Linked DNA regions of Rattus norvegicus: region 1 is linked to region 2. The links are chromatin contacts, called in public Hi-C maps. All regions are on one chromosome and are shown on one strand. The core of a region is the stretch at or near the end of the contact, and the rest is flanking DNA. Distances in the headings are between cores, read along the strand shown.

Region 1 (6,089 bases), core at 499-2,998, 260 kb after region 2:
ATAAAAAAGACTGGTAAGATTCTCTCAGAGGTAGATTAACCTAGGTAGGTATCCTAGCATAGGTACATGCTAGGATTCATGTACCCATGATAGGTAAGGACCACACTTCTTGAGGGAACGCCTAAGACTGACACAGTCTTTCTGCACCAGTAGCTGAGACAGCTTTGGCATGTATAGATGAAAAGGGAGACGTGGGGAGCACCTCCAGTTAACTTTGGCTGACTTCTTGCTTGTGATTAGTCATGAATGTCTGCAGACATCTGTCTTTATTTTTAATTAAAACATGAATTATATCCTGTCAAGTTCCCCTGCTTACACATACGTCCTTGAGAGACTGTCCAAGCCTGAAGGAAATGAATGGCCTTAGCCAAACAAAGATACTGTGTACCATAAACTCACCACATAAGCATTTGTGTTCATTGTTTCACTTCCTGGAATTGGTCATGGTCTGTGTTGCTTGCCTTTAAGATACTGAGAAAATACACTTGCTCCCTGGCATGGCGTTCACAAGCAGCCTTCCCATCTCTGTCTCTTGCATCTTCTCTTTTTGTCTTTCCTATAATCATCCTCATACTCCCAGTCGTGGATTTTGTGTTGACTGACCAGCAGGCTCTGGAACCAGGCTCAGATCTATGGTTTTGAGTCTACCTTATGTATGGCATGTTGGAACACATGAAAAGGCTATTCCTGCTGATCCAAAGCTGCAGGATCTCAATGACATAGGACAACAGGAGGATAGCGGAGAGGAGGCCCTGTGAGGATCCAATATTGGTATAGCAGGAGCCAGAGACTTAGAACCTGACCAATGCACATTTGCAAGTAAGGACGTATGGGGAAAAGGATATAGTATAAGACATACTGTGACACACATTACAGCTTCACAATGAGATGTTTTCTAAACTTTGTTTATTTTTATTTTTTGGTTTTTTTTGGGGGGGGATGGAAGAGGTTGCAAGGGCAAAAGGGACAGAGAGATAGTGGGTCTGGGGTGTACGATGTGAAACTCACAAGAGACCAATAAAAAGTTAAAAATAAAGGTTCAGTTGAGTTTGAAACAGCTGCCCATTACAAGTTGTCCCACTTTCACCATATAACTGTCAGTAAGAGCTAGTAGGAGCAATTCTCCAGCAAGGTAGTGGAATGGCAAAAGAATATAAAAAGGGACACATTGTTCTCTGTTACTTGTATGAAGACAAGTTTTTATAATCATTTAATCTGGGGCTAGGGTGGTTGTTTATATGAATCTGGTAAGGCTAACTTTAACTCGGTTTCTGGCACACAGCAGCAGCTGAGTATGGCCCCCATGATTAACTGCAAGGCAAGCTAGCAGTTCAATGATAGCTGGAAAGCAGGACGATGTCCCAGAAAAGTTCAGCTTGAACCTAATTAGACAATTGTAGAGCCAGGCATTGTAACAGTTAAAGCTAGAAATAAAGTTCCAAAGCTAGAAACTGTTCACATCATTTTGGATTCATTTGGCTTCATGAAGCTCCACTTTTAAAACAACAGAGCCGAGTTTTAACTCAAAAGATCCTCTACCGTACAGCGTGTTCAGTCGTTACAGGGCAGAGGAGAATATTTTTCGTTCACAAGATGGTACCCAAGCCAGAGGAAAAAGCACGATCTCGCAAAAGGTAAAAACCCACTAAGCTTGGAAGCTGGAAGACAGAACCTGCCGACCGCGGATGCTGTCGCTCTGTAGCACGACAGGAGCGGAGCGGCATGGCGCACTGCAGCGCGACAGGGGCGGGGCGTGGCCGTAAAGCAATGCGGAGCCTTCGCCGCCTTCTGGGCGCCCTTGAAAGGACCGTGGGCCATGGCTGGCATGGCGTTTGGCCGCGGGACCAGTCTGGACCTTCTGCGGTCCTTGCCGAGAGTGAGCCTGGCCAATCTGAAGCCCAGTCTTAACTCCAGAAAACGGGTAAACGCCTGGCGGCGGTGGGGGGATTGCAGGGGCCACGTCATGCTGGAGATGGACGAGTGTGAGCGCCTGGCCCTCTTCTGCGTGCGCCCAGTTTTAAAGCATAAAGATACTAAGCAGGCAGAGAGGCACACACTCGGGAGCTGCAGAGTAATTCATCCAAAATTGCGTTAAAACTGAAGTGCTTAGCAAGTGCCTATCATAATTGTAAATTCTAATGGATTTTTTTTTTTTTTTTTACACTTCAGCTGTCCAGGGTGTAGAATGTCCAGGGGGTAGAAATGGTGGTGTCGCTTGGCTCTTATTTGTAACTTAATATACTGCTTTTAGGGGTTGACACAGTAATTTAAAGGAAAGATGTCACGGAATTAGAAAACACCGAAAGACTACCCGACTCTATCCCGTTGTAATTAGCCAATTTTTTATGTTATGGTGCAGCCAGCCATTCTCAGTTCCCATAGGCCCAGGTTAAAGGGGGAGAGGGTGCGGAGGGCTTTGAAAGATAGGTCACAATTACTTCGTTTCTGTGGCATTTACAGCTAAGTGAGAAGTCATTCTACAATTAATCATTTCACCACAGATTTACAATTCTGTGGAGGGGGACAAGGCATCAGAGTTTCCAGGAGCTTGTAGGAATTTAGAATGCGGCGTCCCTAGCACAAATTGAAATTTCCTTAGCCATATGTGGTAAAATTATGTATTTATGATTAATTTAAAAATAAAACTTTAAATATCATTCAAGCCTCGTTTTGGCTGTTTAGTTCTAGGGTCTGTCTTTCTTTGTTTCTTTCTTTCTTTTTTTGTTCCAGCCGCTTTCTACTGAGGACTGAAGTTAAGCCCTTAGCTTGTTTATTCAAGCTCACTACCACTGAGCTCTAACACCAAACCCTTTCCTGCTTTTTAAAAGCTTTATTCAGCGACAGGGTCTCAGTAAATTGGGGGCTGTTGGCCTTGACCTGTTTTTGTAGCTTCAGGCAGGCTTTCAACTTTGAATCCTTCTGTTTCAACCTACCTGGTAGCAATCACTACAGGGACCTATCTTTTTGTAGAGCTTGTTTCTCCCATTGGATTCCATCCCATCCTTAGAACCTTGCTTTGTGTTTCTCCTTGTACTTTGGTTACTAGGATTAGCTCCCTTCTGAGAGAACTATGTAGGTGGACTATAAAGATGAACAGGCAGCCAGAGCAGAGCTCAGCACCCCAGCTCTGATTCGATGAATAAAGGGCATTAATATGGAGTATGCTGTGAGTGAAACACACTTTTCAGAAATGTGTCTGGACATCTTAAAAATCCACTTTTTCTTGTAGGAAAGACGTCCAAGAGATCGGAGAAGAGGTAGGAAGTGTGGCAGAGGCCATAAAGGAGAAAGACAGAGAGGAACCCGGCCCAGGCTGGGCTTTGAGGGAGGGCAGACTCCATTTTACATCCGAATCCCAAAATATGGATTTAATGAAGGACATAGGTAAGGTTGATTTTCTTTTGAAGTACAAATCCCAATTTCCACGAAGACTTACATGAGTAATTTGGTAGAAACCTTACGTTTACTTAGAAGCAAACTTATGGTGCTGTTCCTTCGAATAATTTTTAGTAATGTGGCTTAACCTATATTGTGTGTGTCACTGTGTGTGTGCTTCCAGAAAAGCAAATTTACACAGACATTCTACTCACACCAACAAGATGATAATAGGGCTTGCTGTTGTAACTCCTTAGATGATTAGCAATTTAAAAAGGTAAATTTATCTTGCCATATATAATTTTATTTCCATATATGTTACCTTTTTAAACATGTATATATTTGAAAAATACATGTAAATACACATAGACACAAATCCCATATATATTATGTGTATATACATATTACATGTAATACATATGTATATAAAATATGTATATGGCACATTGTAGTAGCTACCATTTTATCCTATGATGTTATTTTGAGTTAAACTTCTGTGAGTTACTTGTGTACATGAATGAAGTAAATGTTTAAGAGAGGTAAATTGTTTTTAGTGGAACAAAGGAAGCACTGGTGTTTTATGATGTTTTTGTATTGTGCTTCTAAGTTTATTTTAGACCATCAGAAATTATAAAGGGAAACACTGGAAATCTGAAGAGGCTAGAGGAAGGTTACTTGGTGTTTTCTAATTATTATATTCCTGTTTTGCAGTTTCAGGCACCAGTATCAGCCTCTGAGTCTCAGGAGACTACAGTATCTCATTGATTTAGGTCGAGTTGATCCAACTCAACCTATTGACTTAACGCAGCTTGTGAATGGGAGAGGTGTGACCATCCAGCCACTTAAAAGGGATTATGGGGTCCAGCTGGTTGAAGAGGTAAGTGTAGCTTGTAGTTTTGTTTGTTTTGTTGTTTGGTACGCTGTAGCTACTTTGCCATAGTCAATAGTCCCTTGTCATTATCCCCACATACAACATAGATGCTTCACTGTGGACATCACCAAACTGTTGGGACAGTATTTTTTATTTTCATACAGACCTCTAATAAAGATTAGTTTATAAGTTAGACATAGCGGGAGGTTATGAATGAATTGCTCTAGGTCTCAGCCTTAAGTTACGACTCTTTAGTAAATGGAGAAGTTCCATCCCTGTACTTCAGGTACACACCTCATGGCTCCTCTGTGTCATTTGGGAAGTGTCACCGCCACTGCTCTCACTGGGGCTTTCACTGAGTAAGGCTTAACTGCATCCAGCATTGCTGTACTATGTCAGACTGATGGGTGGACACTGTATGAAGTGGGAAAATAACATCATAAGTGGGTTCATGGAAGGAAGGAAGGAAGCAACATGAGACCTCTTTATGCTACTGAACACAATTTAAAACCTAAAGGTTCTGGACATGCACTTCCAGCCTGTACAGGGTCTCAGTTCGATTCCTAGCTCTGCAGAAAGAGTTACGAATGGCCTCCAACTAGTAACTAAAACTGTGGAAGGTGAATCTAGGGACTGCTTAATCAACACCCCTTTCTTGGGGGCTGGAGAGATAGATGAGTGGTTAAGGACACTGGCTGTTAGAGGACCTGGGTTCAAGTCTCAGTGTCTATATGGTACTCAGAACTGTGACTGTTGTCCCAGGAGATCGTCCATCCTTTGCTGGCCTCCATGGGAACTAAATACATGTGGGGCACAGACATTCATGCAGACAACACACATACACATGGACTAAATAAAATAAAATAAAAATAAATAAACAAACAAACCCAAAGCCCTAGTTCACACTTGCTGTGGTTTTAGAAGGCTGATGTACATTCAGAGCACAGCTGTCTGTGGCTTTTTCCGGTGGTGTGTGTGTGTGTGTGTGTGTGTGTGTGTGTGTGTAAGTCTGTGTGAGTGTGTGTGTGACTGTGTGTGTGAGTGTGAGTCTGTGAGTGTGTGTGTGAGTGTGAGTCTGTGTGTGTGTGAGTGTGTATGTGTGTCTGTGTGTGTATGAGTCTGTGTGTGTGTATGAGTCTGTGTGTGTGTGAGTATGTATGTGTGTCTGTGTGTGTGTGTGAGTGTGTATGTGTGAGTGTAAGTCTGTGTGAGTGTGTGTGTGAGTGTGTGTGTCAGTGTGAGTCTGTGAGTGTGTGTGTGTGAGTGTGAGTCTGTGTGTGTGTGTGAGTGTGTGTGTGTCTGTGTGTATGAGTCTGTGTGTGTGTATGAGTCTGTGTGTGTGAGTGTGTGTCTGTGTGTCTGTGTGTGTGTGTGTCTGTCTGTGTGTGAGTGTGTGTGAGTGTGAGTCTGTGAGTGTGTGTGTGAGTGTGAGTCTGTTTGTGTGTGAGTGTGTGTGTGTCTGTGTGTGTATGAGTCTGTGTGTGTGTATGAGTCTGTGTGTGTGTGTGAGTGTGTATGTGTGCCTGTGTGTGTGTGTGAGTGTGTGTCTGTGTGTCTCTGTGTGTGTATGAGTCTGTGTGTGTGTATGAGTCTGTGTGTGTGTGTGTGAGTATGTGTGTCTGTGTGTGTGTGTGAGTGTGTGTCTGTGTGTCTCTGTGTGTGTGTGTGTGTCTGTGTTCACATGCCAATATATCAGGAAGTTCAATTCAGTTCCTTTACTTTATGTATATAAGGGTTTTGTCTATTTGTTTATATGTACCATATGTATACACAGTTCAAAAGATGACATCAGATCCCCCAGAACTGGAGTCATATGTAGATAGTTGTGAGCCACCATATGGGT
Region 2 (6,378 bases), core at 2,227-4,726:
ATCCAGCATGTAACTGTTCTTTTAGGGCTTTTATATCCACTAGTGTCCTCATATCAGAAAGCTCAAGAACAAGCATTTGGCTACATTTGAGGAACATTTACACATAAACATGCAGAGCAGAGGGACTTATAAAAGGAATCTTTACCCAGACCACAAAGTAAAGGTCAAAACTAGGAAAAAACAAAGCAAGATGCATGTAGCCCCAGAGCCTCAGGACTAGAAAAGTATACAATTGAAAATCACTCCAAAAGCAAGCCAGAAGTTCTGCTGCCCTGCTACTGCTTCACGATTAACACTCTTCTGTTTACTTCACAAACAGTCAGGCTCTACAAGCAAGCAACTCCTTGTCCTCTAATCTAAAAGCTTTCTAGACTAACGAAGTCAGGAGTTCAGAGCATTTAAATAATTACACATTGACCAATGGGGAAAATTATATGTACATCTTTCTTTGCCAGTCCTTTAGTGGCTGACCCCACAATATACCAGGTTCTTAAAACAGGAATGTGGATGTCAACTTAGACATCTTTCACCCATACGTGTCAAGTTGAGCACTATCTTTCTCAAATCTGTCCAGTTCTCAGCATTCTAACAACCTTAAAACTGCCATTACAACTTCTTCCTATGGCTTAGCTAGTTCCCACAAACCCACTCTTACACTGAATGCAAACAATCCATCCAGCAGTGACCTCTGTCATCTACTCCAGGCTAAGCAGCCTTAGTGGTGACTTTCAGGAGACTGGGCATTTGGGTTCTTGTAGTGGTACATTGCATTCCACATTCACACTCATTGTTCAAGCACCCTACAGCTGGGCTGCTCAAAGCTCCCCCATGAGGAGAGACTCTTTTGAAAAGACAACTCTACAATAAGAGCTATCACCTATAACTGACTATCACTTTCATGTGTTGTACATGTTGACCTTCTTAGACTTCAAATACATTGAGGGTTTCATAACTTAAGAATCCTCCTGAAAAGCACCAAGTGACAGGAACAGGCACAACTCCTCAAGGTACCCAGGTACCCAGAATATCACAACCATCCTCTGCCTTGCTGTGAGCTTCAGCTCTCACCACTGCTTGCCTACACACCATAAATAACTTCCAGCACAATCTTCCCTCTATTTCAGTTTCTGTTGTACTTGGACAGATCCTCTTTTTTGTCACATGGTCAAATAGCACTCATCTTTGAAAACTCAACTGAAGGATCACTGCATCCGATAACTCCTGATGGTGGAATCAGCTACCCTTTTTTGTACACTCATAAGTCTATCTTCCTATCATCATAGCTATCCATGAAGTAAAGGTCTGTTTTGATACTATGAGTTACTTTTGAAGTGCTAATCTACATAACCTTTGTGTAGGCAAGACAAAAAATAAGCAACAGATTTCATAATTGATTTTTCAACGTGCGCATTCAAATCTGAATCTCAGTAACTCAGTTATAAATATGCCAAAATAAACCCATATGAAATAAAATGATAAAATAGTATGAAGAATAAAGGAGGGCTGATGAAAGGGGCGGGGTTGAGGGTGGGGGAAGAATGCACCTTCCACTTAAGCCTGGCAACCTCAGTTTGATCCCCAGTACCAGAGAACCAGTTCTTGCAGATTTGCTCTGATTTGCAAAGGCATGGCACTCAGCACATAAACACACGTGTGTGTATTACAACCATCTGTAACTCCAGTTCCAAGGTATCTGAGACCCTCTTCTAAGCTCAGAGAGCACTAGCATGCATGTGGCACACATACATACGTACATGTAGGCAAAAACAGTTAAATACACAGTTAAATAAAATAAAATAACTACTGTGAACTGTTCTATTTCCCCAAGCTGTCCTACCATACCAGGCAGACACCCTGAGACAGCTAGCTCTGGAGAGGAGGAAATGTTACAATTAATTTATTAGTATTTTTCCAGTATTTCTCTCATCGAAGCATGACCATGAAAGAGCCTGAGGCAAAAGCACAAGACACCCATGACTCACAACAAACAGTACGCACTGAAGATAGGACTGCCAGTTCACTTTGTTGGCACGAACTTCAGCAGCCTTGGCTGCAATGATGTTAGTTGGGACAGCAGCATCCACGGCACCTCGAATGTCCATCTTGGTCATCTAAACTTTATGATTTTGAATGTTTCACAGACCTTCAATTTAGGGCCAAGATAAAAACAGAATAGCAGGCATTTTAATTTTTGAACTACTAGTATGAATACAACCACGTTCATTTCACTTAGCTTGAGTAGTAAAGATCCTAGCTCCGAACGGCATTAATCAATTTCAAATTTTGTCTACCACCCCTTAAAAGGTCTTTCCGTTGGCTTGTTCTTTTCCAGGGAAGAGTTTTTAATTATTAGCTGCAATATACTTTGAAACTTTTAAAATGACCATTTAAGAGGCTGACAGCAAAATTAAAACTAAACAGAATATTAAGCAGAACTCTTTGACCACCTTTAGTGCAATCATACCCAGGTCTTTGAATATGCTAAAAATAGCCCCAAAGTCCACTGCTCTAAATCTGTTCACTCATGTTCAAATCTCTCATACAAAAACTAAAACACCGAAAAGGGCCAACTATGGTATTTAAATGGCATCCATTAGGCTTCAATTTGCAAAGACGTTATATTAATTCCTTTAAAAATCACTGATTCAAAATAAAATATACCAAGTGGTATGGTAAATTTTTTCAAACACCAGTGCCTTCTTTTCAAACAGAAATTGACAAAACATTTTTCGAAATCAATATTGAAAGAAATTTCCTTTCCAACTTGGGTACAGCCAACGATAGGAGTCTATTCTGACAAGAAAAAATGTACAATAATGAGCTACAAAAATAAAACATCAGTCAACTTAATAGACATGTTACACCTTACTTTACTAAAATGCAAACACCGAACTCTCCATTCCCAAAACTTACGTTCTTGCCCACGAGCAAAAGGAGGAAAGGCAAATCATACCTAAATTCTACTCCGCGTTCCCAATGTGCTTAGTCAGTGTGGAACTTAAATTCTCCTTGTGGGGACTTGCTGCCTAAACAAACAAGGTCAGCGCGGACTGCGGGTCCCAGGTAGAACCGGCTCCATCCAGGAAAGGCTGGAACCCGAGGGCACAGTGCGGCCTTCCGGGGAGGCTCCGGGCCTCGGCGACTCTACCCAGGCCCTGGCCCAAGCCTGCCCACCCCCGCACGTCCTCTACTTCCCTCTGCGGTGAAGGCCCTGCAGCTCCGCAGACCCTGGCGCGGCCCGCAGGGAAAGCAGCCCGCTCTCGGGAGCCGAAGAGGGGCCCCAGGCGGCCTCACCTGGATAGCCTCGGGGAGTGAGGGCCACAAGGGCAGGCAGGTGCGGGTCGAGCTCCGAAGCCTCAGTGGCCACGGAAAGCCCAGAGCAATGGGAAGGCGACTCCGCGACAGACGTTAAGAGGCTCTCACGGAAAAAGCCGGAACAGCTGCAAAGTGACAGCAGCGTCTGGGCACGTGAGCAGCGGCACGTGACCGCAGTGGACCGCGGAAGCCGAGAGGGCCCAAAAGTGCTAGCACCGCGCACTAGGCGGCCGGACAGGGGCCAATTCCTCGGGTGCTTTAAAATGGCAAAATTCCCACCCAGCAAGTCGCCCTTACCAAAAAAGCCAAAGCTCCTGACATCAGTCTTTGGAGAAATTTGGTTTATGACCTTTGAGTATTTTTGGTTTGTTTGACTTAACCATCTCTTCGGACCAGGCATTTATACTCAGATTTTAAGCATAAAACTCAGACTGAAAAATGAGTCATAGACCCACGGTTACAGGCTTAACCAGTAATATATATTTCAGAAAAACGTTACTCATTGTTTACCTAACTTCACTTGCTCTCAGCGTATATATTTCTCACATCCTATCTTAAACCCAAAGGCCTGAGCTGGCCTTGTCTTCAGATTATACCAAAATATATATAATAGTGTTGGAGGCAAGTAAAAAAGCACACAAAGGAATGTACCTAAAAAACAAACAAACAAAAAACAGTATATTGTTACTTTAAAAAAAAATCTTTTTGAGGTCAAGTTTCAAAAACCATCATGAGTTATAAAAGAAAAAAATGTAGGAGATGATATTGATTTTCTACCACTACTGCAACAAATTACCACAATTATAGTGGTTTAAATGAAGCATAAATTCATCGTCTTTCAGGTGTCTGGGTCAGAAGTCCAGAAAAATGGGTCTCTCCCTCCAGAACTGCTTTAGGCCGGAATGACTTTATGCTAGAGGCTCAGGAGAATCTGTTCTTCTACCCTCTGTGTTCTAAGTCACTATCACCATCACGGACCATAGTTCAAAAGAGGTATCCAAGTTTCACCTGGATAACCCAAGCAGCTCTCCTGATCCTTAACCTGTTCGTTTCTTCAGCCTTTGGTTCCCCTTTGCCCAGCAAGTTGATAGCTTCACGGGTTTAGTTTCACCGGTTCATTAGGTTAGGACATCATGGGCCCAATTTTCCGTCAGAAATTATGTGGAAGGATACACCCTGATTTAATGTAAGTTGCTGGATAAGAATACAAAGGGCAAGTTGCTAATAGAAAAGAGCCCATATCTTAGACCTTACATAATATGCCTTGTTTTTCTGAAGGAAAACTTTGTTTTTAGCCATATTGGGGATTAGACCCAGAGCCTCCTTGAGTGAGACAAGCACTCCGCAAACTGCTATTTCCCAACCCTGAAGTAGAGCCATGTTACCTCTTTAAAACTGGATAGTTCTGGGCCATGGAAATGCTCTCCTGGTAAACAATGGCATTGTCACCAAATCCAACCATTGAGTTCAATCGTCAGACCCACAAGGTGAAAGGTGACAACAGGCTCTCTGAAAGTTGTCTGTTGGCGTCCACTCACTCAGTGCTCAGTGTGCATGCCCACAGCCATACACAATACGTACATAAATAAAATTTTAATGTAATTTTTTTTTTACTGAATACCACAGCCTGGCATGGTAGTGCGCGTCTGTAATCTTGGAATTGGGGCAGGAAGAGGAAGTCTGGCAGATGAAGGCCAGCCTGGGCATCACAACATGAACCAGGAGACAAACACATGTACAAACACAATTAAGTAATTGTAAGATAATCTTTACGCTGCATACTTGAAATTTTTCTTTCAAAATGATACTATGAATTAAGTCCCTTTGCGATGGGGTTGTCCAGAGATTGAAACAATGCCAAACGTATATTCTAGCACTGAGCTACACCCAGCCGAAAGGGTACTGTAAAAACTGTACCCTAAATTGAAGATGTGCTTACCAAGAGAATGCTAGAATTGACCCAATAACCGTGTCGTAAAATAACTCACAACAAATCTACAAGTCTCAAAGCTGTTTGCACTGACTGTCTTGCAAATGTAGTACGTGTTTTGTAGGTTCTAGGAGAAGCTCTTAGAATTGAAACTGGGACTTTGAGGGTTACTATTAGAGCACGAGAGAGGGATACTGATATTTGGTACCCAGAAACCACTGAGGATGTCTGGAAGCATGTCAACAGCACCACATAAACAAGTGTCAGCTTGAAATGTCAGCAATAAGCCTGGAGGAAAAGCAACTCAGTAACCTTTTGATCAACCATTACAAATAGAGAAAACTAGGTTCTAGGCTGTGTAGGGGACATGGTCTGGCTATTATAAAGTAACATGAAGTTGTGGCTATTGCATCCCTATTATTTGATGACTCCATGTAGAAACTTATCTGTCTCATGAAGTCCCACTAATAAATCATTGATCTTAGTGCCTGTGCTATCAGTGTTCTGTTCGGGAAGTCTTCTCCTGTGCCAATAAGTTCAAAACTATTCCCCACTCCCTCTTCTATCAGATTCCATGTACCTGACCTTATGTTGAGGTCTTTGATCCATTTGGAGTTGAGTTTTATGTAGGGTAATACGTATAGATCTATTTACATTCGACTAGCACCATTTGTTGAAAATGCTTTATTTTTTTTCCAATGTGTATTTCTGGTTTCTTTATCAAAAATCACATGTTCATGGGTATTGGGTTTATATCTGGGTCTTCAATTCAACTTCATTGATCAACATGTCCACTTTTCTGATAATGCCATTCTCTTTTTATTACCATAGCTCTATAGAACAGATTAGAGATGGTGATATGTCCAGCGGCTCTTTGATTATTCAGGAACTTTTTCTAGCTATACTGGGTTTGTCTGTGTGTGTGTTTCCATATGAAACTGAAAACTGTCCTTTCAATTTCTGTGAGGAAATGTATTAGGATTCTGATGGAGATTGCACTGGATCTGTAGACCACTTTAAGTAGGATGATCGTTTTCACTATATATTCTTTTATAGTAGCAAAGCAAAAATAGGAAACAAACCACAATAGTGACCTTGAATTGTCTTGGCAAAATATGGTAGACTAGGCAGAC

Evidence for each region. A called contact is a pair of places that touch in the nucleus more often than the background predicts.
Region 1: a contact with region 2 is called in a Hi-C map of Schwann cells, with 5 times the contacts expected there. The contact joins the promoter of Mrpl15 here to the promoter of Atp6v1h in region 2. A contact is called at or near these places in 4 of 12 Hi-C or Micro-C datasets (Schwann cells, frontal cortex, liver and 1 more).

What each region holds. Positions count from the first base shown.
Region 1 is chr5:19,525,998-19,532,086 of GRCr8, forward strand. It overlaps Mrpl15 (mitochondrial ribosomal protein L15), which reads left to right and starts at 1,749. Exons shown (of 5, transcript NM_001399003.1): 1 at 1,749-1,921; 2 at 3,230-3,384; 3 at 4,087-4,252. The coding sequence starts at 1,817.
Region 2 is chr5:19,267,564-19,273,941 of GRCr8, forward strand. Atp6v1h (ATPase H+ transporting V1 subunit H) reads right to left here and starts at 3,477. Exons shown (of 14, transcript NM_001398985.1): 1 at 3,295-3,477; 2 at 1,999-2,143. The coding sequence starts at 2,111.